Regions from separate parts of the Mus musculus genome. Here region 2 is linked to region 1. A link is a contact called in public HiCAR-type data. All regions are on one chromosome and are shown on one strand. Each heading gives the region's core, a stretch centred on a gene start, on an enhancer-like site or on the middle of the called end of the contact. The rest is flanking DNA. Distances are from core to core; before and after follow the strand shown.

Evidence for each region. HiCAR-type assays count read pairs that join an accessible place to other places.
Region 2: a HiCAR-type map of astrocytes shows a contact between it and region 1, with 4 times the contacts expected there. The contact joins the promoter of 4930412O13Rik here to the promoter of Celf2 in region 1. A contact is called at or near these places in 3 of 39 promoter capture datasets (cranial neural crest, embryonic stem cells and pre-B cells) and 2 of 115 datasets of contacts at active chromatin or transcription factors (astrocytes and embryonic stem cells).

The regions. Positions count from the first base shown.
Region 1 is chr2:6,883,337-6,886,748 of GRCm38.p6, reverse strand. It overlaps Celf2 (CUGBP, Elav-like family member 2), which reads left to right and starts at 1,753. Exons shown (of 14, transcript NM_001110228.1): 1 at 1,753-1,897. The coding sequence starts at 1,791.
Region 2 is chr2:9,879,570-9,882,981 of GRCm38.p6, reverse strand. 4930412O13Rik (RIKEN cDNA 4930412O13 gene) reads right to left here and starts at 1,736. Exons shown (of 5, transcript NR_024257.1): 1 at 1,303-1,736; 2 at 1,041-1,216; 3 at 118-439. It also overlaps a transcript of Gata3 not described here.

The DNA.
Region 1 (3,412 bases), core at 504-3,003:
ACTCCCACAAGCCATAAGGGGAAGAAGGTCACAGTCTATTTCCTCAAGGTCTCTCCAGTTCCAAGTTCATTTACATGAACTTTTCCCACTTCAAAGGAGCATGTTGCATTTCATACAGTAGCCTTCCCTGGCAAGGTCATTCCTTCTCATATGTTCACTTGGTGATTTTCATATCGTGTAATGAAGCAAAGACCTGGGATGATGGAGTTGTCCTTAAGATGAGGCTCTTGTTTTGGGACTTGATCTTTGTCAAGTGGTTTGCCATGTCTTAGTGATGTGTAGAAATGGGAATGGCAGTTGTCTATCCTTTCTTTGTTTCCATAGTCTAGGATGCACCAGTCAGGAATGTTGTGTAGCAGAGCCTGAGGAACTCTTCCCTCTACACTCTCCCCAGATCTCCCGACTGTGGATAAGACCAAGTTCAAAAGTCAGAGATCTTACAAGATACTGGGTATATTATTTAAGGTCCTCAAATATGGGGGAGAACAAAACCCACCATCATTTTCTTCACTCTTAGTCCCGGTTATATTTCAAGTCCAGAATTTTACTAGGAAAGATACACTTTGTGCCGATATAGGATGGGGTGAGCATTCAGGATTCACACCAGTCTTTGTTGACTCAGGTCTGTTTTGAAATGTTCTAGGTTATTCCATAGAAAGTGAGGGTTTTCCCAACTTCCAAGGTCAGTGTGCATCCCCTGGAGTGACGTCCGAACTTGCCCTTTTGGATGACTATGTGTGCAGTCCATAGAGTTCTCTCTCTCTCTCTCTCTCTCTCTCTCTCTCTCTCTCTCTCTCTCTCTGTGTGTGTGTGTGTGTGTGTGTGTGTGTGTGTGTGTGTGTGTGCTTAACTTACTGTTTGACTTCCTAGTTATTTATGGAATGATTCCTACTCAAAGAAACAGAAAGGGGAATGTGTATTTTCTCTGGTCCACTTTATGTTCAAAGGCTCAAGAATATAGTGAAGCAGAGTAGCAAATTTTCTTGTTTTGGGGAAAAAAAGCCACTCATTAGCCTTTCAGGAATGAAGCTGCTGTATCTGTCAATTACGCATTCAGTGCGACCAAACAATCTTTGTGTTGCCTGCTGGCTTTGATGCCTGGATTCTGGTGAATGAAGCTCTTAATTTATAAGAACTCTGGCATACAGAGAGTTAAAACACTTCCCAGTTTCTTAGCCTCTGTTCTCTGCATCTATGGTCCAGGGTGAGGCTGAGGGTCTTGACCTTGTCACTCTTTCTAAGGACAAGAGGAGAGGAACAGATGAATCCAACTGTGAATGCAGTGTCCCAGAAAAGAGAGGCAAAAATCCTTTTGAGCACACTGACCTGTTCAAATCTCAGTCCTCTGGGATGCTCTGCTGATAGTTGATAGTGAACTGTGCTGTGAGATTGGTTTTGCTAACATACACACACACACACACACACACACACACACACACACACACACACACATATATATATATATGAAATCACATGTCACTGAGTTGCTTAAAATCTTCCCAGTTTTTAAGATGGTAATTAGGAGATCCAATGCCAGGCTTGAGTGCATGCAAACAAGCTCTCTCTAGAAGACACAGCACACCAGTGCAAAAACATGCCTAGATAACATAACTTGTCGGAGAGGATTATTTCTTCCCAGTGAGTCTGCAGGAGCCCTTTTCTGTACTATTCAGCATTTGAGAGGAGAGAGGGAGAGAGAGAGAGAGAGAGAGAGAGAGAGAGAGAGAGAGAGAGAGAGAGAGAGAGAGAGAGGAGAGGGGGCGCATTAGTGAATAGCGACTGTGGCATTGATGTTTGAGCGCACTTCTGAACTGGCTTTTGTTGAGACTATCAGTGTAGAAAGCATGCGCTGTCCCAAATCCGCTGTTACTATGAGAAATGAGGAGCTGCTTTTAAGGTATGTTGTTGGGTCCTTTGTTTTTAACATAGGCTTTTCTAGTTTTGAGAGCTGGTGGAGACGCCAATCTTGCCCTGAATCAAGCAGCTTCCTTATCTTAGAAGAGAAAGAGAGAGAAAAAAGAATCTAAACAGAGAGAGGGAAATGAAATTGAGACCAAGAGATTGGGAGGGAGAGCGAGCAAGCCAGGGAGAGAAAGGAGAAGGACTGCTGTGAGGGAGTTGTGTGTGTACTAGTTGTCTTTTGAAAGCAGACCATGCATTTGCTCCCCGCTACCTATGAGCAGCCAGTGGATGTTTTAAGGGTTCCGAATCTGGCTGTTGGTTCGTCTTTTCCTTTGCAATGTCTAAGCCTCTTTCATTATTATGCACTCTGCATGGAATAATCATCGAAAAAGGAGCTGAGGAGACTCCATATTAGACTTGCGTTCCAAATACCACTCTAATCTGGACTTAGACACCTAAATAGTCCTCTCGTGTTATCAGGTTTGGATCACTTTATCCTGCTTGCCAAAATGTGTACCTGTTTGGAGACCTCTGTTCATGCATGGCGTCCTGGGTCCTCTTGTGCGGGAAAGCAGATACCTGCTTCCTGCATGGGTGGTGGGGTTCTATCATAGACCGAGAAGGAGACACAGCTGACCTTTTGGGAAGCGGAGAGAGAATTATGATAGAATTGGCATCCTGCTTTTAAAAATGCAGTCTTTTGTTTATTTGCTAGCAGACATTGTAGCACTGAATACATCTTTGGGTCTGACAATGGGACCGGTGGAACAATGGAGCTGTCAAACTAGCTTAATGCATGTCTGGGGCTGGTTTTCTGTTTGTTTGTTTTTTTTTTCCAGCACCCCCTTTTATCTCCTATAATCTTGTTGTGTGGACTATCAGAGGGAAGCTTTGGGTCTGCTTATTTGTGGTTTTATGCTTTTAAAAATTTATTATCTGCCGTTCTCAGAGCTTTTTGCATTTTGCAGTTATGTTGGCTGGATTAAGTTAGAGATTTATGGCTTGCCTCTCTGTTAACTACAGAAAGAAAACTTATTGATTGAGGATGCTTGTAATACTATTATCATTGTGGCAAATGCCTTGTTGATCAGACCTGCTTCTACAGTATTTACCGCCGAGGATTTTAAATGCTCCCTTTTTTTGGACCTAGGGAATGTAGCATAAAAGAGAAGTTAAGAAGGACATACTTAATGCTCAAGTAATCAGTATTCCTAGTTTTTAGCTTCCCCTTTGGCATCCACAGACAAGCAGTTTAGAAATCCAAGAATAAGAACTTTTGCCTTTCCAATTTTGGTCACCAACTATTGTTCTGTTACTTTGTTAAGTGAAAGGTTTCGATGGAATATATTGATCTTTGATTTGATGTTTATATTCTTACAAACTGCATTTCTATGAAAGGCAAGTATTTCACGTGTATTCGGATGCCCTTCATTTCATAAGATAAACTGGTTTCTAAGGTGAAAATACTGTAGGAGAGAATATGGAAAAATCTGGTTCAAACTTCTCAAAT
Region 2 (3,412 bases), core at 487-2,986, 3.0 Mb before region 1:
AAGGTCCCGCGCGGTCTCCCTGGGTTCTCGCCACCGCCCCGCTTCCCTAGTCCGAGGCGATGTAGACCTCCGGGTTGTGAACCGGTGGTAAGGGGGTACCGGCGCCGGCCTGGATACCTCTGCCCTTCGCTTCCTTCCCAGACGCACAGCGACCACGGTCTTTTCACTTCGTTTTCTATTAATCAATCGCATGGAAGGAAGATTGATCGAGCTGGAATGGGAAGTGACTTTTTCCCTAGTCCTTGGGTCGTCGGGGTCCCGGGCTGTGAATTTAATTTCTGGCCTTCGGTGCTGCTCTGCTTTCTCCCCGACCTCCCAGCCCTTCAGGTTCCGGGCTTCACTTCAGTCGGTAACCGCGCCATCAGATCCGCCCAGGCCGGCGCCTTGGCTCCGGGAGGAGGGACAAGGCAGCACGCCCCGCTCCGCTTCGTTTTCCAGCCTGCAAACATTTGCTGCCTCTAGGAGAATCCTACTATTCCGCTTGCGCTCGGCGTGCAAAGTCCCTAAGTAAACACGCTCAAATGACAGCCCTAGGCATTCCGAGGCACGCTTTCTACCCCTGCCCAGGATTAGTAACTATAGTACTTCGACCCCCGGGGTTTGGCTTTGCAGGTCACTCTCTGGAGGGCTGCGCTCAACAACCCCCCCACCCCCGCGACCCCCAAAGTAGCATCTTTTCGCATCTCGGCCCCGCGGAGCTCGCCTGGTCTCTCTCGGAGTCAGGTTCGGGTTGTTGACTCTGGGTGGATTTCTACCTTCTGGGTCCATGGCCCCAAGTGATGAGGCCCAATCACTCGCTAAACCTTTTTTTTCAATCAGGGCTTCCAAATTCTGAAGGGGACCGGTTGTGTCTACTTCTAGAGGGATGGGGTCGCCCTAGTGAAGGCGAGTGGGAGGGACCTGAGGATGGGCAAGTGTGTGTGTGTGTGTGTGTGTGTGTGTGTGTGTGTGTGTAGGGGGGTGAGGGGTGTCTCAGCTTACTCCACGCATAGAGTAAGTCAGATCCATTTCTTACCCTTTCCCCAAGAGGGCACACATACCCTGCTCAACTTGACGCCTCCAGCAGCAGCCTCAAGGCCTGGGTTTTCAGATAGGCCAAATTGACTCCGGCTATCCAAGTACAACAGCCCCAGATCCCGGTTCTAGCTGAGCCTTTGCCTGCTCCGCTCCAGATGCTGAGTCCCCAGGGAACCGTAGCGTTCGTCAGCCCCTTACCCTATAGAGAGAGGCCTCATGAACTGCAGGAGCCAAAGACTCCAGGCAGCAGCGGCAACAGCATTCTCCTTGATGGCTTTCTCTTGCCTTTCCCCCAGCTCCGCCAGATGCTCCAGGGGAAGAAGGGGAATGCGGTACACCGAGCCAGACCCGGTGTGCCTTGGGGTTGTGGTGGTGGTGGCACCCCAGGTCTTTAAGGGGGCACCCAGACGTCCCTTAACGAGGCCCGGATCAGCTTTGTAGCTCTCTGGAACTGAAGGATTGGGACCACCTTTCCCTCCGGCCTCAAGCCCCCTCCCCTCCCCCACCACCCGCCAAGGGAAGAGGAAGCCCGGCCTGCATTTGCGAGCAAGGCGGGTCAGACCGGCGCCTGTCCTGGCCCAGACCCCCGGAGTCCAGCTCTCCGCCTCAGGCCACGCGCCGCAGCCTCTCCGGACTCGATCCCTTCCCCCTTCTTCCCGGTGGGTCTCGGAGCCGACCTCGGCCCTCCCTCTCCGGTATCCCCCTCCTCTCTTTTTCCCTCCCCCTCCCCTGCTCTGTGTTTCTGACTCTGGGGCCGGCCCGTGACGTCAAACCCAGTGTGGCGTCGGCGAGACTGGCCGGCGCGGGCCATCAAAAGAGCAACGTCCTCTTTCCCAATTACCCACTGTCAGTCCGGGAACAGGGGCGGACCGGCTGGGAATTACATGTTAAATACCCCCTACAGGCTGGATCCAGTGCCCGGGGCGCCTAGCCTCAGGCCCCCTACCCCTCTCTGCCAACCCTAAACTACCTCAGACCTGGAGGGGCCTATTAGATATTTTGTTTTTCCAAGGGAGGGGAGTGTCTTTGCATCCAGTCTAGCTCCTCTGGTGATTGAATTAAGACGAATAATCCTCTCCATCCCCACTACTACATCTATTAGAGAGGCGCCCCTACTAGGGAAGCCATCCTTTTCAGAAGTATATTCTTTTTCAGTCTTTAAAAATACGTTCTAAGCCGTATAGACTAACATGTTCAGTTCTTGGCGTCAGCAGCTTTCTTTCTTGTCTCCAGAAGGATTTCTTTTGCGCATTAAAAAAATTATTATTATTATCATCTACATCTCGGTGCCCGGGACCAAAGAGATATGCTTACTCGAGACTTTTCTCGAAGCTGTGAACTAGGGACTGGCTGACTGATGCCTTATACAACTCATGAGTGATACAGCAATAGTATTTTTCCCTTTTAAACTCTCATTCTAGATCTTAATCCCGGGCCTTTTAGCAAAAATGTGTGTGCGGTCTTCTCTGCTTGTTTATGGAATGGTTTCCGGTGAATGTTAGACAGCAACTAAATAATTAAAAGGTTTTGAGAGCGCCGTGAGCTGGAAGAGATGCTGGCAGCTTGATTGGCCCAGGAGAGATGGGTTGGTCAAAGAGTGAAAGTAAAAAAATCGATATTCTAAGACTGGGCCGCCCTCATAAACGTGGGACCAAGGGGTGCAGGGTGAACTCAGAAGGGAGGGAAGACTCGTTTTTAAAAAAAAGGTATCTTCGTAATTTGTATTTAGAAATTCAGCCTTGATTTCAGTCAAAGATCAGATGTAAAAGGGGGGGGGGTGTCAGGAGAAGCTCCAAACCCAAGCCCGCAGGGCACATTTCTAAATAAATTTTGTCTTCTTCAAGGGTTGTATTGTAAAAAGAACGCACCTTCCCTCTCCCCGCACTCCACTGGCTTCAAGGTAGATATTGATGGCTTTTCTCCACAGTAGAATAGAAGAAGTTACTTGGAACTTTTAAGAAAGGGCTTGTCGGGAATCCAAGTTTTGAATAAGTGGGAAATATTATGGGGTAAAGAAATGAAGAGGGGATGACGCCTTCAGTTCCAGTAACCCTCTAAAGCCAAGCTCTCTGCCCTGGAGGGTGGAATGGGAACACCTCTTACACTGCCCTGGGGTGCACCCGAAGTCTCTTTCGGACCTTGCTCATCCGGGCAGTGTTTTCTGGACCCAGGCTGCAGAAACCTCAACGCCACTAGGGGATGCAGTGACTCAAAGGACGGAACAGGGCCGCAGAGGTTGGAGCCCGTGGGGCGGGGCGACTGCGGCCCGGTCGTGGTATCTCCCGATGATTGGTCCTTACAAATGGCCCCGCCCTCGTCCGCCCAGCCTCTCTACTGGGCGTCTTCCAGCCTCTCTCCTGTGTCAGCTTGCGGCCCTCCCACCAGACCCTGTCCC